Regions from separate parts of the Anas platyrhynchos genome. Here region 2 is linked to region 1. A link is a contact called in public Hi-C data. All regions are on one chromosome and are shown on one strand. Each heading gives the region's core, a stretch centred on a gene start, on an enhancer-like site or on the middle of the called end of the contact. The rest is flanking DNA. Distances are from core to core; before and after follow the strand shown.

Region 1 (7,756 bases), core at 3,790-6,289:
CAAGCTGTTCCCCAGCTGCTGCAGTTGAGTCTGGGGGGATGGGGGGCATCAGTGGACCCCACCTTCAGGGCTGTGCTGGGGGTGGGGTTGGGTGCAGGGCCCTGTCAGTGCCCAGCCCCATGGTATCACCTCCCCAGCTGGGGGGGGCAGCAGTGTGGGGGACACACACAGGAGGCAGTGATAGGTTTCAAAGCGGAGCCTTTTGGGGCTACAAATCAATTTTTACAGGGTTTATGCTGGGCTGTGAGTCAAATGCCCATCTGGGCTGCCACCAGCTGTGTGTCCAGTTGCAGGCACCGGCCTGGGACCAAGTTGGGGCCAGTGCTCGCCATCCCCAAGGCCCGGGGGCAGCGATCCAGGACAGATCCTGCCCCAACCCAGCCCCAGAGGAGGACAGAGCAGCACTGATGGAGACACAACTCCCCTACCACAATGGGGACTCTGCACTGCCTTTATTATGATTTTTTTTAATTTTTTTTTTAACTCCCAAAAGGGGCCTAGCCCCTGCCTCTAGCGGTGAAGGGAGCAGAGTACCCGGCTGTACTGTAAGGCCCCCGTTTGCTGCTACTGCAGGGTGCAGCTTGGCGAGGTGGCTGGGCGTGCTGGGCCACCAGCACTGCTGCTACCTCAGTGCCACCCAGCAGCACCAGCAGCAGGGAGCAAATGCAGCTCGTGCTGCTGCCAGCCTGTGCTGGAGCTGAGCAGCTGCACCCGTGTGCTTTTGGGGGAAAAGCAGTGAGAAGGAAAAAAGTTACAGCCGGCTCTGGCTTCTAAAAGGCTTCAGCACAGAAGCCACCAGGGCAACTGCAGTGCAAAATAGATTTGGGATGATTAACAGCAAGGGCTGCTGAGCCCTGAGGCTAACAGCGCTGAGGAGTCAGTCTTCAAAACCAAGTGGCCATTTTTGTGACAGCCGCCTCCCTGGCCTCGCCGCCCCAAGTGAAGCCTCCACACACACACGCTAGAGGCCAGCACAGCCCCTGCCGGCCCTTTCACTGCCATCAGCATCTGCAGCCCTCGTGGGCTGCAGCTGCTTTGGGAAAGCAACTGCACTTTTTTTTTTTTTTTGCTTTGTTGTTTTTGGTGTGTGTGTGTTTTTTCCTGTACCAACTCTTTGGGGATTTTTTTTTTTTTTTTTTTGACAGTAGTAGACACTTACCAAAATTAAATTTAAAACATCTTTGACATCATCCTGAGAAAAACAAGCATGTAACTTCAGTGTTTAACAACTATTTACAACATAAAAACGAACATAAACAAGGATTAGCATTTACTCTTTTTTTTCTTTTTAAACCAAGCGCTTGCCAACGTGGCTGGGCCATCTCCACAGCACCTCGGTCCAGCCACCGCAGCGCCGTCCCCGGGCAGGGCTGCAGCTCTGCAGCACCGACGGGTCCCCAGCCGCCGCCAATTTCCCCTCCCCATGGCACAGCCGAGGGATCACATCCAGGCGCGAGGTGTTTTGTATTTTTTAATAAAGTTTGTAATCCAATGGACACACAAAACAAAACTGCGCTGAGAAAACAGTTCCATAAATTAATAAGTGTTAGGGGAGGTGAGGGAGAGGAGGGTAGAAAGTCTTTGTACAAGTGTATAACACTTCCACAGCTCATGAGACGAGGGAGGGGAGGTCATGTTTAAATGAAGCGCACTTACAAATGAGTGACAATACAAAGTCTGAGTATGAAAATAAGATTTTCTCTGAAAACACATTTTTGGCACAGATTAAAAAAAAATGTATGTTGTGGGGATTTGATTTTTTTTTAAAGTCAGTATTATATATATTTATATATATTATATATATATTTATATATACACACACCCACTGAGTTCTGCATATCCCACCAGGAAGGAAAATAGCTCTCCCTTTTGTTTTGCTTTTTGTTTTTTGTTTTTTTTTTTTTCAGTGTAAACTGTACATCCCAGATGAAGAGAAGACGGCTGCAGCAGGGGCAAGTGGAGGAGAGGAAGGTTCACATCCAGAAAAAAAAAAAAGAAACAAAACAAAAACAAACAAAAAAAAACAACCATCAAAAAAAAAAAGATAATGTGTGAAATGATCCTTGACCCACAAATTTCAGCAGAAGTTCCCAGGTCCTGCGTTTAGTCCACGGCGCGTGTTAATGTGTGTCAAGACATCCAGAACGTCACAGCATGTCTCCAACTGTGCAAAGGTCCAAGTCACTAATTTAGTGCAAAGGCAGTTCAGGTTCTTTTTTATTTATTTTCTTTTTGTTAAAAAAAATAGCCATCCTTTATTTTCCCCAAAAGGAGGCACAGAAACCCAATACCAGTCCGCCTGTTGAGTGCATCAGTTGTCCATAAGCTAAAGCAATATGTAAACATACAAGGTAGCAGAACTACTACCCAGCAACAGTTTGATCGAGGCCTGTTAGGGCAGGAGGCTGGTAGTCTGGCAGCATTTTCTCGTTTCATTACTTTCGCTCTCTTTTTATTAATTTTTATTTATTTTTTTGTGTGTTTTTGTGATTTTTTTGTGGTTTTTTTTGTGGCTTTTTTGTGTATTTTTTTGTGATTTTTTTTTTTTTTTTTTTTTTTTTTTTTTTGCTGCAGGGCCTTGGAAAAGTCAGTAACCAGTAAACAGCTCATACCGACGCGATGACAATCATAAGGTGAGGAGAGATGTTCGAGATGCTGGCGAGGAGGTCGGGGGCTAGGCGGGACAGGTGGCTTTCCGAGAACTCGCAGGGTGGGAAGATCTGCAGAACGTAGGCAGGCTGCAAGGGGAAGAGAGAAAACATGGGTGAGAAACAAAGCAGGGAGCCCTCCTGTCTGACTGTGGTGCAGCATGACCCAAAAGGTAGCAGGTGAGAGTGGAGCATGGCAGAAATTCAGCTAAAGGTTTGCAAAACAGCAGCCTCCGCTCTCCCACTCTGCTGGACATCTTCGCCTTGATCTTAAACGTTGCACGTGATTCTATCAAAGCGAGCAAGTGACAGAGCGAGGCCTGAGACTCCACGCCCCTTCGTGTTTTGAAAAGAGGGAAGTTACAGCTTACGTAAGCACCCAAATACCAGCCGTGCTGGCCTAAAATGCTTTAAATTGAACACTCAGATGCAGTGACAAAGCACTTTTGGTGCTCTGAAAGCACCATAAAACAGTGCACGTGTATTAAAAAGGAGAAGCTATTGAGTGAGGCAGGTGTGGTTCCCAAGGCAGGGAATTTCTCCGCAACAGGGCCATCATAGCTGGCTGATTTCACCATGAAGCACAGAAAATTCCCATTTTTTATCATTTCAAGCTCATGTTTCAGTGGTAGCTCTGAGCACTGACCACTTAGTGTGAGGGGCTGTTTACCCAGAACAGATTAAATTTGATTCATTAAGCAACGCATCTGGAATACATGCTCTGAATTAGCAAACCCAAACATTTTGTCGTTATGCAGTGACAAGCAAGAAAACACCAGGTGTTCTGGTATTTATGCGAGGAAGAAGCGAGGGCTCTACTTTCAACACAGAAAAGAAGCTGGAGAAAGGTTTTGTTTTCTTTTCAGCCAAAGATGTAGGGCTGTGAAGAATGAAAACAGTTGTGTTTTGTTGTTGTTTTTTTTGGTTTGCATTCAGTAATTAAATTGGTGTGCTGCACTGCATTTTGACTAGTGATGTAACAAGAACGGTAAATGTGCAGGGTTTGTTTCAGTGATAAAACAACAAACCCTAACTACAATCTCGCATAAAGACCTGGGGGGGAAGGCTGCAGGTCCCACTATCTATGCATGACTTCGATTTAGTTTACCCACAGTTTCACCACTTTCCTTGCCAATACCTGATTAGAGCCAGGGTTGGGAACGTTGATGATTCCTGCAGCTTGTTTAGCCTGCAGGTAGCTGATGAACGCAGCCTTAAGTGACTCAGTCTGATTCACTACATCTTCCTGGTCTCGTCCGCAAGGCAAGGCCAGTAACAGACAGTAATCGCTCTCCACCTGGAAAGAAAATACAGCAATTAAGTCAAATGTTTGCTTGGAACAGGCCCATTCCTGACATACATTCATTATCTCTAAGCCCTTGGTGGAAAATCCCCTCTTTGAACTCCTTCGAAGTTAGTGCGGGTGTTGCGAAAGGTGTGCTGACAGCTCGGCCAGCTGGGAGATGGCAAACGGGACCAAACCGACTCGCTGCCGTGGCTCCCACCTTCCACGCCACTCCGCCAGGTCAGAGCCAGCAGAGTTTGTTCCGTGGCTGAAGGACGGGTGCCTTTTCAAAGGTACAGCTTCCCACCTCTTCTCTCACCTGAATGCAGTGACCTACCCGCAATGTGCATTTCACACAGGGCCAAAGGAAGAACACAGCTATGACTGATCCCAAAGCAGCACAAACCGAGTCAGAAAGGGAGAAGCGGTGGGTTTTGCTAGGTTTTTCTCCCCGAGCAGGCAGCCTCGCCCGCCCCCAGCCCTGCTGCCCGCTCCGTACCATCATCCTGCGCGCGACGCCCTCCAGCTGCGAAGCCTCCAGGCGCATGCGCTGCGCGATCCTCAGCGGCGGGCCTCCCTCCGGCGCGGGCAGGGAGCGGTGCGCCAGGACGTTGTTCCCAGAGACGAAGTGGAGCTGGACAGCAGCCGTGTCGTTTTTTAGCGCCAGAAGGCCCTGCCACACAATCGGGTATTTCTGCAGAGAGAGGGAGAAGAAATCTCAGCACGAACGAACAAAAGGAACTCACAAGAAGCGCTTTCCTCTGTTCAAGAGGGATCTTAATTGTGACGGAAACCCCATCTGAGCTGCTCGTTTGCCTCTAATACTTTCACAGGCAATTAAGACACCACTGCTTTGTTCTAAGCACTTGGCACTGATGTAACATCTTATCGCCCTTCGTACGCGCCAGTCCGGGCTTGGGTTAGGTCCTGCTAAATCAGTAACTCAGTCCTTTTACTTCCAGCTGGCCGCGATGCCTGGGTGGCTCCCTTCATCGTAACATCAGAGCACTTCCCAATCTTTCACAAGCGATGTCAGCCTCCCACACAGCGCGAGTCAGAGCAGGGCTCTTACCAAATGTTATTTTCTCTTTTGCAAATGGAGAATTTAGAAACAGCAGCACCAGGAGAGTTGCTCAAGGTTACACAGGAATTATGTGGTGCTGAACACGACTCTCGGCTCCTGGTCAGCACTCTCAGACATGCCTGCTCCTAAGCCATCTCCCTCCTCTTTGTCTTCCCGTTTCTAGCCTTTGGGAGGGTGTCTTTTACTTTTTCTTTAAATAAAATACACCATCACTCTTTCTTTTCATCACCTTCCCAGGAGCAGCTGACTGTAAAAATGATGCAGCACTGCCTGCCTGAGCCTGCAGGCTGTTTGAAACGAGTGAGAGAAGCACAAGCTGCTCTCACTCCATTCACCACAGCGTTAATGGCACGTTGAGGCTCCAGTAAATGCCACGTAAATGTGAACACGGCTAAGAATTCACCGGAGACAGGAACAGCCCAGGAAGCAGACAGATAAGCGCATTCTCCACATCTGAAGCATCTGATGCAAGAGATGTCAAATTTTGATGCCACACATGAGGGGAGCCTGGCAGAACCTCCCTGATTATTTCTCTCCCAACATCGAGCAAAGAGCACAAGGCTCCTCGGCCAGGAGAAGATGATGGAGCGATGCTTACCGTTAGAAGCTGAACCATATCCACAGGTCTCTGCGAAACAGGGTGAGGAGACGGTTCCTGTTTCAGGGCGGACTGGGGCTCAGGGCGGTTGAGGGACAGCCCTGGTGGTGCCCCGGGGCCCGACGTTGTTGGGATGAACAGCGATTGCTTGGGAACTGCCTGAGGTTGGTGTGGTGACGGAAGCTCCTGTTTAATTGAAATGGCAACAGGCGAAGGGTAGGAGGTCTGGCCTGTGTCCGCTTGTGCCCTCTGCAGGTGGACGTGAGGGTCTATCTGTGCTGCATGCCTATTTACAGTGGGGTGGTGACTCTGTTCAGGTCCCGCTGCCGGTGGGCCCTTGGGGTCCTGGGAGATCTGCGGAGTCTTGCTGCGTCCGGGCTGGCTGGGGTGCGAGTGCTCGCCCTCCGGGAGACCCTGGGAAGCAGGCGGTGGGGGACAAAGGAAGCATTTTAGGCTGCAGGCGTATCAGAGTTTGTTGGTTCACCGATAAAGCTGCCAGGACACCGTGTGAGCGCATCTCCACGCCACTGCGCACACCTGCCCTGCTGCAGCAGTGCCTGGGCCAGCCTCCCCTCCCCGGGCCAGCAGCCCTCGCTCACACCTGAGAGCTGGAGCCACATCCCCCCTGCCCTGCTCTTCAGCCCCGACCCACAGGGCTGTCCTCAACCATGCCATCCATCCCAGGAAGCTTGTCGGACCCACGTGCTACCTTGGAGCTGACATTTCTCCCCCCAGCACCTCTTCCTCTAGAACCCCCCAGGCAGGCATCACACTTTCTGTTTTTTTTGAGTCCTAGAACGGCTAACAAAACACGTTTCTTTACTTCAACCCCTATTTCTAAAACAAAAATGCCTCCTCTAGTGCTTTTGGGGACAAACTTAAATTGGGCTGGGAGACTGTACCCACACAGAGAGCTCAGCTCAGCTCCTATGATCATGCAGAAACGCACCGGGGCTGCCATGAGCTCACAACGTTTGTGATTTCAGCAGGAGGAGAAGGAACAGCCGCGTTTCTCACCTGAGACGGGGTCATGCTCCGGGAAGGCAGCCCGATGGGCGATGCGCCCGGGAACTGCGGATGCCCGAGCTGCGCTGCCGTGTGGTAATTCCTCATGTCGCCGTACACAGACCGGTAGTCGTGAAAGGAGCTGCCCGCGGGGTGCATGATCTGTACGCCGTGAGGTACCACCACCGGCTGCGTCAGCGGCAGCCCAGGGAGCTGGCTGCTGGAAGGGACGCTGAGCAGCCGGGGCTCGCTGTGAGGAGAGTGGGCCAGCTTGCCTTCGGAGGACTTGGGCGTCTCCTTCCCAGGCTGCGGGGTCTTGCTGACGGGGGGCGTTTTCACAGCCCCTTCGGGCGTTCGGGATTGTCTGGTTTCCGAGTGGTGCTCGCCCACCGCGGCCATGTGGGGGTGCATGATCATCCTCACATCCCGGGGGACGTTGTACTGGTCCAGCCTGATGCTCGTGGGGTGCATGCGGTAATCCGGCTGCATCACCAGCACGTCGGGCTGGACGGGGGCTGGCCCCCTGCACACCGTGGTGTGGTGGTAGTGCATCTCCTCCTCGGGGGGATGCTGAGAAGACAGAGGGGGCATGACGATGTCTCTGATCGGCGCTGGCTGGGGCGTGCTGGATCGCTGAGGTTTAATTTCGATCTGGGGTTGCAGAGCGGCTCTGGGGGAGTGGAGAGCTTCTGGGCGTATGCCGTAAGGAATGCCGGAGAGAGGAGGGGTGTTCATCCTCACCTCTCCTTGGGACAGGTGGCCCAGGGATACAGTCTGCGTGACGCTGTGTGGGGGCATGATGACGGATTGCTCTGGGTGCATGCTGGAGATGTACTGAGGCACAGGGATTCCCGGCGCCAGCATGACCGGCGTGCTGCTCGACAAAGCCGGAGACGACGTGCTGCCGGGATGACAAGCCCGTGGGAACGGCGACGGCGAGTGCCCGCTCGTACGTGGCGAGTGTGGCTCCTGTTTGGTGACCCCCAAGTGAGAAATAGCCCGCTCAGTTGGGGTGCTGGGTCCCGAGCTGACGTGGTTCGCTTCCGAATGCATCTTCCCAGAGAGGGAAGGGTGATGAGGACTGACTCCGGGACTCAGGTTGGAGGGCTGCAGGGTCTTGGTCTCCACTTTGAGAG
Region 2 (7,756 bases), core at 1,881-4,380, 74 kb after region 1:
GGAGCAGGGGGGAGAGGCTCGGAAAGAGGCTGCGAGCAGTCAGAGCCCCTCCAAACCAGGGAGGGAGGGAGGGAGGGAGGTGGTGCATCCTCCTCCTCCTCCTCCTCCTCCTCCCCCGGCGGCAGGACCACGCCTGCCCGGCGCTGCGGCAAAGGCTCCGCAGTGGGTGCTCCCCTCCCCCGTGCAATTTCCTCTGCTGTAGAAACTTCTGGAATAAGCAGCCAAGCTGGGGAGAGGAGAGAAACCTTCCTACCCACAGAGGGAGAAAAAAAAAGAAAAAAAAAAAAAAAAAAAAGAAAGCGAGCGAGCCATAGAGCAGATAATAAAAGGGAAAGGAATGCCCAAGGAGCGGGGCACGGCTCTGCCTGCCTGCAGCAGATCTCAGTGTACAACATATGCGCCGCGGGGTTTTGCAGCCTGCGAGGCTGGAAACAAAACGCACCAACACAAAAGCACAAAAAATGGTGGTGTTTGGAGCGCTAGATGGTGGAATAAAGGAGCTGATCCCTCCTCCCGGAGCTACAGCAAAGCCCTGCCACTTAAGTTGAACTAATTTGTCCTCTCTTCTTGGTACAATGAATTGTCTGATCTGGACTATTTGATTGCGTTTGCAGCTTCAGTTACTGGGGTTTGTTTTTGTATTTTTTTTTTTCATTTTTGGTTCTGTTTCATTGTTTTCATTTTTTATTTTTATCTTTTAATTCAAAAAATCCTCCCCAAATATCCCATGGAAAAATCTACATCTCTGTGGAACAAATAAAACATTCAGGCACAAACTTCCATCATGGACTGTTAAAAAGAAATGGGTTGCTTTTTTCTTTTTTTCCTTTTTTTTTTTTTTTTAATGGCATTTTTTTCCTCTGCTTTTAGGATATATTGTAGTAGAAAGCCAATGGAGGAAAACACAGGTAATATATATATATAAATATAAAATCAAACATATATACGGGCCAAAATTGAGTAATTATATGTAATTAAATCATAGTGTTTTAGGTGTGTGGCTTTTGTTTTATATTCTGTAATCAGTCCTTGGAAGAAAGAGATATATAAATATACATATATGTAGAAATAAAATAACATCTGCATGGGCCTAAATCTATAATTCTAGGGGAAAAATAATAATAAAAAAGTAATAGTATTTTAGGTGTGTGGTTTTTAACAAAGCAGGGGCAATGTTATAATGTAACAATACTGTGGTGCAGAGAAAGGTAAGACAGCATTAACAAAAAAAAAAAAAAGGAAAAGAAAAAGCGTACGTGGTACCTTGGCTGCAGCCTCCAGCGAGCATTTGGATGTGACGGGGTGTTTTTTTACGGTATTACCACGTCTGATCACACCAAGTATATGCTTTTAATTACCCGAATGGCGGGCAGGCTGTCGTGTGGAGCCAGGCAAGCAGCAGCTTCTTCCCCGCGCCCCTCCAGCTCTGCAGATAAATCACTCCTTGGGTGTTTTGGGTTTTCGGTGCCTTTTTTTTTTTTTTTTAATCACGTTTGGGCATTTTCCACGCTGTGAGGAGAGCCAGAGGCGGTGGCTTCAACCCCTACGAAGGAGAAAAAGCGGTGGAGGAGAAAGAATTAGGCACAGAACTACCCACCTTGGGGTGCGTGCATGTGTGGAGGGGGTGGTGGAAAGAGCAATTCTGGCCCCAAAATCTTCACGCTCTGAGGGAAAAAACACCCCAAATGGGTCGGTGCTGGCGGGCTGTGGCGTGGGGGGACCACGGGGGCGATGGCGGCGGGGGGGGGAGGCCGAGGTCGCCCCCGAGGCCGAGTGGAAACGCGCGGCTCCGGGCATTTTCGCGTCCTTCTGCAAAGGCGGAGGGGAGAAGGGGGGTGCGTGAGGAAGGCGCGGGGGGAGCTCGGGTTTCACCCGCAGCGCTCTCACAGCCCGCCTGGAGGGGCTCCGCACGCCGGGGGGGGCCTCTCGGCCGTGCTCCTGGCAGGGCTTTGCCCACGCTCGCCGCCCCGGCCCCTCGCCGCCCGTCCTTCCCCCCGCTGCCCGCCCGGCGCCATTTTGTCGCCTGGGCGCCGCTCGCCGTGGCCTGGCCGGGCGGCCATTTTGTGAAGCGAGCGGCGGGCGGGGCGGCTCCTGCAGTACCGCGGGCGGCCGCCACGCGCGGGCGAGGCGGCGCTGTGGTGCCTGAGGCGGGCAGCCCCCGGCCCCCTCCTCCTCCCTCTTTTGTGAGGCAAATATCCTCCTTTTGCTATGTTTTTTTTTTATTTTTTTTTCTTCCCTCCGCAAAATGGGGAGGCTACGTGGTGCCCTTAAAACGAGAAAGGGAGGCGGCCGGCGGCGGAGGGGCGATGCCGATCGCCTCAGCGCAATCCTGCCTCGGACGAAGCCATCCGCAGGGGCGCATAAAGGAGATTAAAGTCTATTCCCCCGGCTGGGCTGTGAGGGAAAGTTTAGCCGCACGGAGAATTAAGGGATATATTTATTTCTAGGAGATATTTCCCCCGCCTCCTGCCTCCAGTGATAAATCACCGAGGTCAATGAGCTGCCCTGACAAACGCCCTGCTGCTGCACAATGCAGCATTACCCCCGAGAGAAATCTATCCCAGCCTTTTTTTTTCAACAAAACCCCACACCTATGGACTCTAATCAACACCCCCGCAAAATAAAGAAGAAACATAAGCTGCTTGAAGTCAGGTCCAAGTGAAAATCATTAATTCACAGCCAGGAAATGGGGCTGCAGGATGCTGTAATCACCACTGACGCGATGAAATAAAGCTGGGATATAAAATGTCAAAGCCCTGCTTGCAGACATGTGCCATGCATCTATTTTCAGAAATAGGGTGGGTTGTGTTTTCTTTTTTCCTCTTTTTTTTTTTTTTTTTTTCCCCTTGATTTTTTTTAACACAGCGTATAATTTGCAGGCTGGTAACGCTTGCATAACAGGCTGCATCGATTTCGCCTCCCGTATCAAAAACACAGTATGTGTTAAAAATAAATCCCAGCACTGGGTATTTAGGTGACAATCCTAGCCTGATCCTGCTTTGGGATCCTCCCATAAACATATCGCAGCCTGGATAGCTTGCTTTTGCAGGGAGACTGGAAAAAAAGGAGAATAGTGCACGGTGGTTTGGTGTTTCTTTTTCTTTTTTTTTTTTTTTTTACATCCTGGCCATGCTCCAAATTACGAAGCTGGAGACATTCAGGGCTTGCACTGCTCCACTTATTTTTAACCCAGAATGATTCCGTCTGCTTTTCATCCTTCTACCTCAACCAGACCACATTTCATGAAAGAGCTGTTAGCTTTTTCGGTTGCACTGAATACAGGAAGATGAAGGAATTTGCATACAGGAAGGTGAAGGAAATGCGTCCGAATGGTCTGCTGGAAAGGACAACGCTGCAGCAATCTGGCTGGGATATGTTTGTAATTAACTCAGGTCAACCAAAGGAAAAAAAAAAAAAAAAAAAAAAAAAAAAAAACACAGTTCTTCGGCTCTCTGTCCTGTTTAAAAGGAAAACAAAGCATCACCATGAACAGCTTTCCAGCCAGCAATGCCCCCTCAACTGCTCTAGCCTCAGTTTTCCCTCCTGAGAACTGACCCATTTTGCCACAGCGTTTGCTGGTGGCTGGCTCTCGTTCGCTGCTCCCCGGCAGCTTTCCACGGCCAACAGCACCTTGGAGGCGGTGATGGCAGAGGGAAAGCATGTGAGGAATCCGGCTCGTCTCTCCCCCTCTGTTCTCTGCCTGCTTTTTGCATTTCTCACGGCTGATGGGGCAGTTTCCAACCCGTTTCCCTTTACAGGCTTGCTTATGCTGCACCAAAATCTTCGGTTTACAAACAAAACCTGTAAGAGGCACAGTTTGTTACAAACCGAAACCTCGATCACCGATTTAAAAACAGTATGGCCATGCCTGTCAGCTCATCCTTCAATTTAAAAGCTCATTTTAACAAACATGGCTGTCCCTTGAGTCACAAGAAAAAATCGTTTGCAGGTTTTGTCACACACTCTCATATTCCTGGGAGCAAATTGGGCCCTCACTAGGGTATCGTATCAGATGCCTTCTCTGGGAAAGACCAGAGAAATTTTATCCCCGGGCCGCACCCAGGCTGAAGTGAAGAAATATTTGCATTTGCTTCTCCTTGGAGGGCAGCCAGCCTGCCTCGCAGGTCCCTCCCTGCTCGTCTTGGCCTGCCAAGAGGGATTGCAAGAAAAGACGGGCTGATTGCAGCAGCCAAGGGGCGGGCAGGGCCCGGCCGGCGCATTTCGCGGGCTCTCCTCCGTGCCCTTTTGCACCTCTGCTGGAAGGCACCAAGTGAGACCTTAAGCGGATTTTACACCTCTGGGTGGTCTCGGTGGGGCTCTGCAGGGCTTTGGGGGGCTCCCTGGGCAGAACGGGAGCTTTGCGTTGCTCCAGGCATGCTTTGTATTTTTGTTGGCAAATCCAGGTGCATTGGTGCTGAGTAAGGAGGCAGACTTTAAACTTTTCCCCTTGCAAAATCGCTTGTAAGGGGGTGAGGAGCCCAAGGACAGGCTGAGCTGTTGCAGACTGCATTTGCTTGCTCGTCGGCTGGATGGGACCCCCAGAACATCTCTGCACGGCTCAGCCAGGGCTGGAAATACAGCACAATTCCTCGAGATCCTCCCAGGGGAAAACCCAGGGCTGTGCTTTTCAGGCTTAACAACACTCTCCAGGCCCCAGCTCATAATGCTTTTCCCCTTATCCACCAAGAAAGCAGCTTAAATCAGCCTTTATCTGCTTACCTCCCTATCTGCCTACTCCTGTCATCCTCTGCTCCTGGAAAAAAAATACCAAATCTGACAAATCTGCATCTCTTTGCCATGCCACTGAACTCTCCAGCTGCACCTTGCCCTGCTGCTCTCCCCTCCAAGGCTTTGTATTGATAAAAACCTTTCCCTTCCTGCCTCTGGCTAAAAATCGCCCCAGGCCCGGTGCTAATACGCTGTTCTGGCTCGCTCTGTGGGGAAGCTGTGAAGCACCCAAAGGTGCTGCACGGAGGGATTAACAAGTGTGCGGTGCAATAACACATCCAGAACACTGCTCAGCATCAGCGCTTCCATCCTCCCTGAAAACCCCATCTGGGAAACACCTATACTGCAAAAAGTGGGAAGCCCTTTGCTCTCTGGCACTTCCCTTCCCCACTCCCACAGTCCTGCCCATGTCCTTGTACTTTTCTGGCATCCTTTCGGTGCCTGGCTTTCCCCACAGAGCAGAGGCTTTGGAAACGAGCTGATTCTGAGCACTGGCCAGCCAGACCCAAAGCCACCTCCATACGTGACCGTCCTGGCTCCGGGAATGACAACTTTCCATAAGCATCCTATTTATAAATAGTTTACAGCAAGTTGTGACCTGATTGATGGCCATAGACGCACATTACCAACGTGAGTAAGAGGCTTTGTAGATGGGGAGAGACAGCAGGAAACATTTGCGGGGTTGCTGTGATTAATCAGCCAGCCAGGGCTCCAGTGCATACATTACCCATACGTTAACCCTTTCGTTCAGAAATACAGCACGTGCTGTTATTCAACGTCACCTAGAAGCATTTATCTGCTGTTTTTCTGGTTGTTTGGCCTCTTTTTTTTTCTTTGTCTGTCTGGTTTGTAAAACACTCCCAAACACAATGAGTGCTGGTGGCACTGCTTGCACAGATGTCAGAAGCACAGGGAAAAGGGTTAATTTCAGCCTTTTTTTCCACATTGGACCAAAGGAAAGTCAAAAAGCTCCTTCCAGCGGCGCAGTATTATCTCGGATAAGATGCAAACACAAGGCATCGGTACCAGTGCTGTCGTATCCAGAAGACAGACTTTAGACTTTTTTTCTGCCTGATGGGGGAATTTGTGCTCCGGCTGCCCTCTGCTGGCTCTGAGACTTGTTTGAGACAGCGCACGGACAATCAGCAAAAACAAACCTCCTAACATCCTTTTATCAGCGCTGCATTGCAAAATCCCAAGTCCAGCCCCCCAAATAACCCTGTTTTCCCCCAGCCTGCTGAATCACCGCGTCCCACGCCAAAATCAGCTGCGTTACCAGCGAGCAACCCAAGCGAGCTCACGTCCAGCCTCCTGCCACCCACAGCAGCCCGTAAGTCAAAAAGTGGCTTTTTCCCTATTTGCAAACTTGTGTTTTGTAAGGTCTGGGACACAGGAAACGGGTGGATGAAAGAAAGTGCATTTTTAGGTTGGGGTTTTATTTAACTACAAGGAGCTAAATCAGCGCTGCTCTCTGCATCACCCCAGAGAGAAACGTTTAAATGAAACCCCAAGGAAGTTCAAGAAGAAAGAAAAACACCAAGGAAACCAAACCGGCCTCAGAAGTTTTTTTTTTTTTTAAAAAAAAAAGCAAGGGAAACCTCAGCTCGCCCACCACTGCTGCTCTTCCAGGGCTTTTTCTGTTCGCAATGAGCGGTTGGGAAGAGGGCTGAGGGACAGGGTCCCGGCACGTTGTGCTGATGAAACGCTGGTCCCGCCGCTCCCTGCGCGTCCATCGTGGGACAAGCGGGGTTTTTTTAGCAGGACGACTCGTTCCGCCGGCGGACGTGGCAGGACTTGCAGAGGAGGTGCTGGCCCAGGGGGTAGCACCCATCCTCCGTCGGCTCCGGTGACAGGGGTGTCCCACAGCTCTGCGGAGGAGCAGGGGGGTGCAGAGGCTGCAGCTGAGCCCCGCGCTGCATCGCATGCAGGACGCCGCACCATTGCGCCCTGCTTTCTCCCCAAACCCACCTCGTGTCCAACACCAACCGCGGGTGCTTTGCGGAGGCACCAGGACAGCCCCACTTGTGTTTTGCCCTCCCTCTGTCCCCCGGGGCCGTACCTCGCAGCGGTAGCAGCTCTCATGGAAGCTGCGTCCCAGGCACTCGATCTTGTAGGTGTCCTGGTCCTCACTGGGGATGATGGGGAGCTTGCAGGCACCGCACACCGGGGCGTATTTCCTTGGTGGGACAAAGGAGGGGTGAGACGAGCCTCGGGGGGGTGGCTGGGACCAGCCGAAAGCCCCCACCCAGGCTGCTCTCCTACCTGTAGAAGTCAGCCACGCAGTACACCTCGTCCCGCTCATCCACGGCAAAGCTCTCGGCGCCGATGGCCTGGCCGCAGGCGGTGCAGGCGAAGCAGCTGGGGTGGAAGCCCTTGCCCATGGCCCTCACGATGCGCTCCGTGATCAGCCCCTGGCACTTGGCGCATTTCTCCAGCGTGGCCTGGAGGCGATGGGGGGAAGATGCTGGAGATGCCGGCACCCCCCTGATGTCCCGGGGGCACCGAGTGTCCTGTAGGGCCGGGTACCTGGTAGCAGGCGTCGCACGTGGGGCGCCCGTCCCTTTGGTAGTAGCGCTGCCCGGCCAGGCGCTGCTGGCAGGTCCGGCAGGTGAAGCAGTCGGCGTGGTACTGCTTGCGCATCGCCTCCACCGTCGGCTCCCGCGGGCCCACGGCTTTGTGGCAGAAGGCGCAGATATCTGCGGGAGGGGACAAAGGGGGGGTTGGCCTCGGTGTCCCCAGCTGGGGACGAGCCTGCACCATCCCCCTGCTCACCTCTGGAGCCGTCCCTCTCCAGGTGCCCGTTGGCATCCTGCCACGGCGGTTTGTCTGCTTGCTCCTGGCGAAATTTGGGCGGCCTCAGCTCAGCAGGGAAGGCGGAAGGAGCCTGGTGAGCAGGAGGCAAACGTGCGTTACGTGGAAGCCCTCAAGGGTGGGGAAACTGAGGCGTGGGGGTGACGGCACCCCGTGGGGCTGACCTGCAGGGTGGCAGGCGCTGCGAGGTCCAGCTGCTGCAGCGCCGGAGCCAGCG

What was found. Hi-C and Micro-C count contacts between places; a contact is called where the count stands out from the background.
Region 2: a contact with region 1 is called in a Hi-C map of liver, with 3 times the contacts expected there. The contact joins the promoter of LOC139999297 here to the enhancer-like site in region 1. A contact is called at or near these places in 3 of 8 Hi-C or Micro-C datasets (liver, skeletal muscle and subcutaneous adipose tissue).

Annotation. Positions count from the first base shown.
Region 1 is chr22:7,415,077-7,422,832 of IASCAAS_PekinDuck_T2T, forward strand. SPEN (spen family transcriptional repressor) reads right to left here. Exons shown (of 16, transcript XM_072026946.1): 11 at 6,633-7,756; 12 at 5,616-6,029; 13 at 4,433-4,627; 14 at 3,787-3,945; 15 at 2,613-2,738; 16 at 1,459-2,164. The coding sequence ends at 2,078. Among named protein-coding and RNA genes, the nearest start is that of ZBTB17, 12 kb to the left of the region's middle. Within about 2 kb of position 5,040, at least 2 of the 8 cell types and tissues checked have an H3K27ac peak or open chromatin away from gene starts, as enhancers often do.
Region 2 is chr22:7,491,391-7,499,146 of IASCAAS_PekinDuck_T2T, forward strand. LOC139999297 reads right to left here and starts at 3,131. Exons shown (of 3, transcript XM_072027070.1): 1 at 3,121-3,131; 2 at 1,598-2,329. The coding sequence starts at 3,131. FBLIM1 (filamin binding LIM protein 1) reads right to left here. Exons shown (of 9, transcript XM_038166684.2): 4 at 7,704-7,756; 5 at 7,501-7,612; 6 at 7,255-7,424; 7 at 6,991-7,169; 8 at 6,788-6,905; 9 at 6,279-6,596. The coding sequence ends at 6,483.